Regions from separate parts of the Mus musculus genome. Here region 1 is linked to region 2. The links are chromatin contacts, called in public promoter capture Hi-C maps. All regions are on one chromosome and are shown on one strand. The core of a region is the stretch at or near the end of the contact, and the rest is flanking DNA. Distances in the headings are between cores, read along the strand shown.

Region 1 (3,594 bases), core at 389-2,888, 170 kb after region 2:
GGATGGATGGATGGGTGGGTGGGTGGGTGGATGGATGGATGGATGGATGGATGAGAGCATGACCTGACTTCAGTGTATGTGAAGAGCAAATGAGCCTCAGAATGTGTGAATTCTTTCATGTAGGGCAGTGAGGATAGCTCAGTAGGAAGAAGCTACAGTGTTGACCAGGGAGCAGTGTTGTCCACAGTGTGTGGAAGAGCCAAGGTGTAGAAATTTTCTGGTTGTGCTGCTGTGTCCCAGGTTTTAGGCAGAGCACACAGTTAGGCACACTGTCCTGTTGTGGTTTTCTGGCCAAGAGAAAGTCTGGCTTGAAGTCTGAGAAGGTAGAGGTGGTTTTTTTAGAGAACAACACAGCAGCAGCAGGGGCTCAGCCTGCAGAAGGAGTGAGTTCGAGTTCTGACTGTGTCAGGAGGTGTTGGGTTGGTAATACTGGAAGACTCTTAGGATCAGCATTCTGTACCTGGAGAGGATTGTGCAAAAGAGGTTCAAAGCATGTTGAGTATGCAAGGACGGGTCAATGCTCTCCCTGACCCGGGAGGGCCGCAGTCTCCGCTAGGATCAGTGTGTGGATGATGGAGACTCCCTAGGTGCAGATCATCCTCACATGACATTAAAGGGGACAGGTGGCTCAGAAGTTCCAAGGCTGACAAGAGGTCCTGTACAGGCGATAGTCCAATTGTTACACAGTTGTTCCAGTCAGTGGAACACAGGCTAGACCCTTGGAGACAATAACTTACATTAAAATTCTGTCTTCTATGGGGGAGGCCTACTGTGTCCCAAATTGTCTACGTCATGGCTGCAGGAGTGGGGTGGAGGTGGAGGTGGTTTCTAACACCAGAAATATGTGGTCTCCAGTGGGACTGAAAATAAGTCTTTGACCTTCTTGGAGTCTTTTGTCCATGTTGAATTTGGTCATGACAAGAGGCATAAGGAGGCCGACTCCTGGTCTCCTGAGGAGCTAGCTGTAACCTTTTTTAAAATTGAGAAGGGGGAAGGGGTTTTGTTGTAGTGGCTTGAACCCTTAATCCTCCGGCCTTAGCCTCTTTGGGGGCAGGACAACATAGGCCTATTGTTGTCCACAGCTGCCGTTCACATCCTTGAGTGACTGGTATCCGCATGCCCTTGTTGGTATAGACCAGACAGGCAGAGTGCTGGACCAGTCTCTCCTCAGGTCTGAAAGCAAGTGGCCGGGGAAGCGCCCACTGGTTAGAGCTTAAAGCAGCTGCTCCACACACTTGCCTGGGTTTTGTCCCCAGCAACATAAGCAAAGAGCAAATGACCTGAGAACCACACAGCACTGAGACCCCCACCCCCCCCAGGCCAGCTACAGGGGGAGAGCTCCGACTGGGGATAAGGAAGAGGTAACTCGTCAGCCTCTGGCTTTGGGTTTGCTCACTATTAGCCAACCTTTACTTGGGGGATAGCATTCATTACTTCAGGACCACCACCACATGTGAGGGGTCTTACCTCCGTATTGCCAAAAGGAGAATGGAATCGAAGAGGTCTGCGCTCCAGCGTACCAGTGAGTGTAATGGCCGTGACTCATTCCCTAGCAATCTGGCCTGGTGCTGGGTCCTGTAGCCTGCTCTGTGGCAGAGGACCAGGCTCTGGCTCCTCGTCACCCTGACCCTTTTGAGCTTAGCCTCCACTCCACCGGGATCAGGGCAAATTAAGCAAGATTCAGCTTGGAAGGGAACTAGCTGTGTATAACGCAGCAGCCACCAAGGTGACACTTGTTTATATTGTTGGAGCCAGAGCCAGAATCCTTATCTGGACTGATTGTAGAAATCTTGCGACAGGCAGGGGAGCACCCCCCTCCTCTGCCCTGCGGTGGGAGGTGAGGAAGGCCTTTTCTCCCAAGCCCACCCTCGTGAGGGTTTGAAGCCCTGCAGACTCTGTAGGAAGAGGCTGCATTTTTAGGGGCTGTGACTTGTTCTTTGTGACATCTCTGATGAGAACGGTGGAAGAAAGACCAGGACCTGGTGGCAAAAGGACCCTATCTGTTGACTGCGACTTTTCTCTAGGACAGAGTCAAAGACAATGGTTGCTTCCTCCAGTGATGGAGAGAGAGCCCTTGATTTTTTTGTTTTTTGTTTTTTGTTTTTTTTTTGGTTTTTCGAGACAGGGTTTCTCTGTGTAGCCCTGGCTGTCCTGGCACTCACTCACTTTGTAGACCAGGCTGGCCTCGAACTCAGAAATCCGCCTGCCTCTGCCTCCTGAGTGCTGGGATTAAAGGCGTGCGTGCGCCACCACCGCCGTACCACTGGTCTTTTAATTCTCCATTACTAGCACATCTTGCTGTTAGCTGCTGATCTGCAGGTTGTGAGTTGAAACAACCCTAAGTGGTAACCTGCCTTAGTTTCTGTGTCATCTATGGCCACTGCTTATTTGGGCAGAGTTCAAACCCTGGACCTCAAGAAAGACAGAAGGCTAAGGAGAATTGGAAGTTGGAAATTATTAGCCTTGGCTATGTAGTGAGTTAAAGGCCAGCATAGGCTATGTGATAAGACTCTGACTCAAAAGAAAGGAAAAGGAAAAGAAATAATGCCATATCTTTGTATTTCTTTAATCAGTGTCCTCTTCTATGATATACATTTCTTTGTAGATTACTGTATCACTATGTTGAAATGTATTGTGTATTCTACTTACAAATACACAAAAGTAAAATCTGTAGCCTTTGCCTTTTCTGTGTCCATTGTAGGAAGTTTTGAGCAGTGAAGCCGCAAATAGAAGTAAAGAATAAAAACATATTCAAGAATTAAAAAAATAAATCCTGTCCAGTGACTTAGTTCTAGAGTGCAGCCTGAGGCAGCCTCCAGAAAAGGATGTTGGCTCTGCAGATGGCTGGTGTGTGACACTGGCTTCTCTTCCTGGAAGCAGTGTGGGGTTTACTGGTACTGTGTTCTGTCTGTTCCTCCCCGGCTTTGTAGTTATTGTTTGGCTCCTTTGCTCAACAGACAGGATTCCAGGGGCTTCCACTGAACTGTGTCGCAAGGTCTCAATTTTGGTTTCAGACAGTGCCTAACTTAGTGCGTGGTTTTTCAGTCAAGGGTTTGGACATCCTGGTTCCCCGACAACCACAAACACTCCTGACGTCCCACCCTGAGTATGGCTCTGCAGTACAATGCAGGGAAGCGCTGGGATGAGCTGGGGCGGACTCCGGCACTCGAGGAGTGCCCACCTCTGAGTGGGGCTCTGAATTTTGGAACCTGGCTCAGTTTGTGCTGGATTACTGTAAACCTGAGGAGCTGGGGGCTCATTTCTCACCCATCTGGGAAATGAGAGCTCCAGGCTTTAACCTTGGGAGGTTCTCTGCAGGCTGCTGCATGAGAGACCAAGAGTGACTTATTCCAAGGGCTTCATGGCTCCCTAGTCCTCAGCCTAGGGTTTTCTGAAGGGTTTTTGTTGGAGTAGATGCATGTGTGATTCTGACCTCAGTCTTGTCATTTGAGAGTTCACAGAGCACAGAATCCGTAAGCCAATCAGAGAATGAGACTTCACAGAACACAGTTATGTGATTTTTGTCTAGAACAGTGCATTAAAACTAGGGGCAGTTTGGCGTGTGCGGTGCCCCTCCCCCCTGCCCCCCCATGT
Region 2 (3,741 bases), core at 1,164-3,663:
TGCCGTCACAGCATGGGCCCTATTTGGTCTGCCTGGCCAGTTTTCCTTTCGTCAGGACTTTGGGCTAGGCAGTCTGATGCATAGGTCTTTGTGGGTCTGGATCTGACCTAAGGTCTCAGAGATGGATTGGTTTAGAACAGCTGATCTGGCTGAGCATCAGCCGCTGGGTCCTGGCCTACTTGGGGAATTGGCTACTTGCTAATTTCATATATCCATAGCAGCCAAAAGTTTATACCAGTATTAATTTAATTCATCCTCGAAGCCACTGTAAGAAGTAGATGCTATTATGTATTTTCCTTTTTACAGAAGAAAAAGGTGAGGCCAGGGAGCTGATAAGTAGCTTAGGGCACACTCAACAAGTGTGGTCCTCCTTGCCCTGTGCTCAGGGACCGTGAGGTGAGGACCATGCGGGCTGTGCCTCTGAGATAATAATGATCTCACCAGAGGAACTCAGGTAACTAACTGGTTGTAGCATGAATAGGGACAAGCTCTCACATGGCACCGAGGACAAGCTAGGTCCATGTTAGCAGATTGCCAGGCTTATTTCACTGTAAGAAAGACCTCTCATTAGCCCCGATGATTCTAGAAATAATGAGCTGTGTCATAACTGGCTCATTTATAGAATTACTTTTAGACACAGGCCTCATTTTCTTCTTCAGAAACAAACCCTATCTCTGGCTCATCTCCCACCTCAGGACCAGGGGATTTCTTTCTTTCCGGAGCCCTATTTCCTGCTTCCCAGAAAGGCAGCCCCTCTGGTAACCTGTTCTGCTCGATCCACTGTTGCCAGCCTTCTTCCCACTGCCTTCCTGGAAGGCAAGTCCTGGGCCCTCTTTGGGGCGTCTTCAGCATTTCACAACCCTTGCATTCCAGCCATGAAATTTGTATCTGCCTTTTCCCAAGATGATCAGTTGAGAAAAGCCTCCTTCGGCTTGCTGGCGCCTCCCTTCCCACTGCCTGCTCGGGTGAGTTTGGGAAGCAGCCCTTTGTGCCACATGAGGACAGCCTGGTCCAGAGCTGTTCCTGCCAACACTTGTTGGGATCCAGGGTGGGAGTCATGGGACATCCTGTCTGTCTGAGGTCCCTGGTCAGCCAGAGGCTGATATTAGCTTTCCTGCCTCTCCATGGGCATGGTGACAGGCGAGCCTGTGTGGTCAGGTGTGTGCAGGGGAAGGTCTGTTTCTGTAAGCTGCTCCTCTAGCATCCTGTCCCTGTCCTCACTTAGCCAGTGACTCACTGAAGAGGAGAGTTCCATAAGCAACTCTGGGTCTTACATCTTCCCAAAGAGGGGCAGGCATCATGTGTGTGTACATGTGCGTTAGAGAGAAGGCTCTTGAGGAGTCAGAAGGCCTTTCAAAAGCAAGCAAGCTTAGTATCACTGCTTAGCCAGGCCTCTTATTTGTCTAAAATAGCACCCGAAGTGTGTCAGGATGCTCCCCCCACCCCTTAATTTCCTGAAGAATGAATTCTCCTGTTGTGATATTACCTCTGTAAGATTTCCACATAACACACACACACACTCACTCGTCCCTCCCTCCCTTCCTTCTTTCTATTTATTATTTATTTATTTATTCTTACTTATTTATTTCTGTTTAAGATGGAAGTCTTACTCTGTAGCCCAGACTGGTCGGGAACTTACAGGTAGCCAATAGCACAGGCTGGCCTAAACTCAGGGCCGTGCTCCTTCCTTGGCCTTCCGAATAGTGGGGTTGCAGGTAAGAGCCACACACACAGACCTGCTCCTCTCTTTACCTCTGTGCAGGCCTCTGCCCCCGTCTTTGGATGGGGTGACTTTGCTGCCCCTCACTCCCATCTCATCCTGGCCGGCCGGCCGGGGAGTTGTTCTTTAGCTGTTTGTTTTGTTCAGCCTATGGTGTCCATGAAGTGTAATTAGAAGAAGCTCTCTGGTTTCATCCACTCTGCCAGTGGGTTTGGGTGAAGGAGGTGAGTTTCCCCCTAGGAAGGCAGCTGGTTGCTGTGGTGCCACTTTGTACGTAGGACAGATTAGGATGTGACCCCGCTGTCGGTCGGGGTTATGTGTTAGGGCAGCAGACAGCCTGGAGCCTCTCTGTCACGGTGGCTTCACTCGCAGTTCTGATACTGGCACAGTACAGTCGCTTGCTCTGGAAAGCCCAGAGAGAACCCTGCTTCAGGGCTACAGTGGAGAGGCCAGGGCCTCGTCTCCACTGCTCCTGGAACACGGGCTTTGTTTTGGCTCCTTCACTGTGAACCTAGCTGTCGTGCTAAAGGTCTGTATGGCCGTGCTCAGAGCCACGTCTGAAAGGACAAAGCTGACGTGGCTCAACATATGTTTTGACTCTGGTCTTTGCGCCACTTCTGCAAAGAGACCAAGCAGTGGCCATCGTTCAAGGTTCCTGGCTGGCGCTTTGAGTCTAGGTGCAAACACTGCATCCCCTTCACCACGTTGCACAATCGGGAATATTTTTATCATCTATCCTTGATCTTCGGTGTCACCCAACACTTCAGCAGTGAGTCATTTCTGCAGGGAAGGGAAAGGGAAGGTTCAAAGGTGACAGCTGAAGAAAGGAAATGACTCAGTGTCTCAGAGAAAGGAAAGCTTGGGGCAGAGTGGGCTCTCACCCGAGACTACAGGGGTCCTGGCCTTACCCCCAAGCCAGAGGAGCCAGGTGAGATGGAGTGGCCAGAGGATCTTCCGAAGCTCAGCACCTCTGTTACGATCTTGTTCCGCCTGCCTTTGTCCTTTCAGCTTCGTGTGGTGTGTGTGTATGTGTGTGTGTGTGTGTGTGTGTGTGTGTGTGTGTGTACGTGTGGGTGCACGTGTGTGCATGTGTGATGTTTGTGTGAAGCAACATTGCCCCTCATCAGTACTGTCAGTGAGACACGGCCCTGTGCTTCCCTCTCCCTCACACCCTTTCCCAGGCCTGACCTGAGGAGAGGCCTACAAGTGGCTCTTTCTCTGGAAAGTTCAGAGCTTCTGTCAGCAATCAGAAAGCAATGGGAATAATCTCCCAGGCAAAAAGCCAAAGCCAGAGGTGGCACTGGGGCTTTGCCAGGCCACTGTACTTCACTTCTGATTTGTCACCAAGCCCAGTGTCCTGCTTCCAGGTGTCCCCAAGGAGAAGGTCTCAAGTCATGTGGCCAGTGTAGACGTCATGAGTATCACAGGATGAGGACTGTGGCTAGCAGGAATTTCAGCTGCTTGGTTCTTCCTCCCACCCCTGTTGCCATGGATAGAGGCAGAGAGCGCTGCTTCAGTGAGTGTGGAGAAGTAAGACCTTTCCAGAGGGGAGAGAACTATAGATTAGGTTCTGCCAGTCTGCTGTGAAGGCAGGGTGACTGGAGCATGTGCCATACACCACCTAGGACTGCAAATCAGGAGGCTTGTCTTTCCACTGGAAGGTGTGCTAGGCTATGTGGAAAGTCACCTTATACAGTGAGAAGGGTAAATATAGATCGTGTTATACAGACGGTGGTAACAACAAAGAGGAGGATTAGGTCCACTTCTGAATTGTCATGGTAGTCACTCCTTGATCTTTTGGCAAAGATCAAGTATAACCATTCTACATACCTGCCCTCTGTGCTCTGAACACAGGCAGGACCCTAGGCTGGAGAGTTCTTGAGGCTGAGTAGGTATTATATATCACCTATGGGGCAGGGGATTGCTGTTTCCCCCCACTTCACGCAGTAGAGTGCCGTTGCCCCGATTCTATTAGTATAGAGTCAAGCCAGGGCATGGTAGTACAAGCCTCTAATCCCAGA

Evidence for each region. Capture Hi-C pulls out chosen DNA fragments and counts their contacts.
Region 1: a promoter capture Hi-C map of liver shows a contact between it and region 2. The contact joins two enhancer-like sites. A contact is called at or near these places in 2 of 115 datasets of contacts at active chromatin or transcription factors (effector CD8 T cells and pancreatic cancer cells) and 2 of 9 other capture datasets (adipose tissue and liver).

What each region holds. Positions count from the first base shown.
Region 1 is chr19:46,626,938-46,630,531 of GRCm38.p6, forward strand. All of the region lies in intron 2 of Wbp1l (WW domain binding protein 1 like), which reads left to right. Among named protein-coding and RNA genes, the nearest start is that of Wbp1l, 30 kb to the left of the region's middle. Within about 2 kb of position 1,639, at least 37 of the 459 cell types and tissues checked have an H3K27ac peak or open chromatin away from gene starts, as enhancers often do. A contact at or near this core is called in liver, where this site is marked.
Region 2 is chr19:46,457,013-46,460,753 of GRCm38.p6, forward strand. The region is part of intron 8 of Sufu (SUFU negative regulator of hedgehog signaling); the gene reads left to right. Among named protein-coding and RNA genes, the nearest start is that of Trim8, 43 kb to the right of the region's middle. Within about 2 kb of position 2,414, at least 73 of the 459 cell types and tissues checked have an H3K27ac peak or open chromatin away from gene starts, as enhancers often do. A contact at or near this core is called in liver, where this site is marked.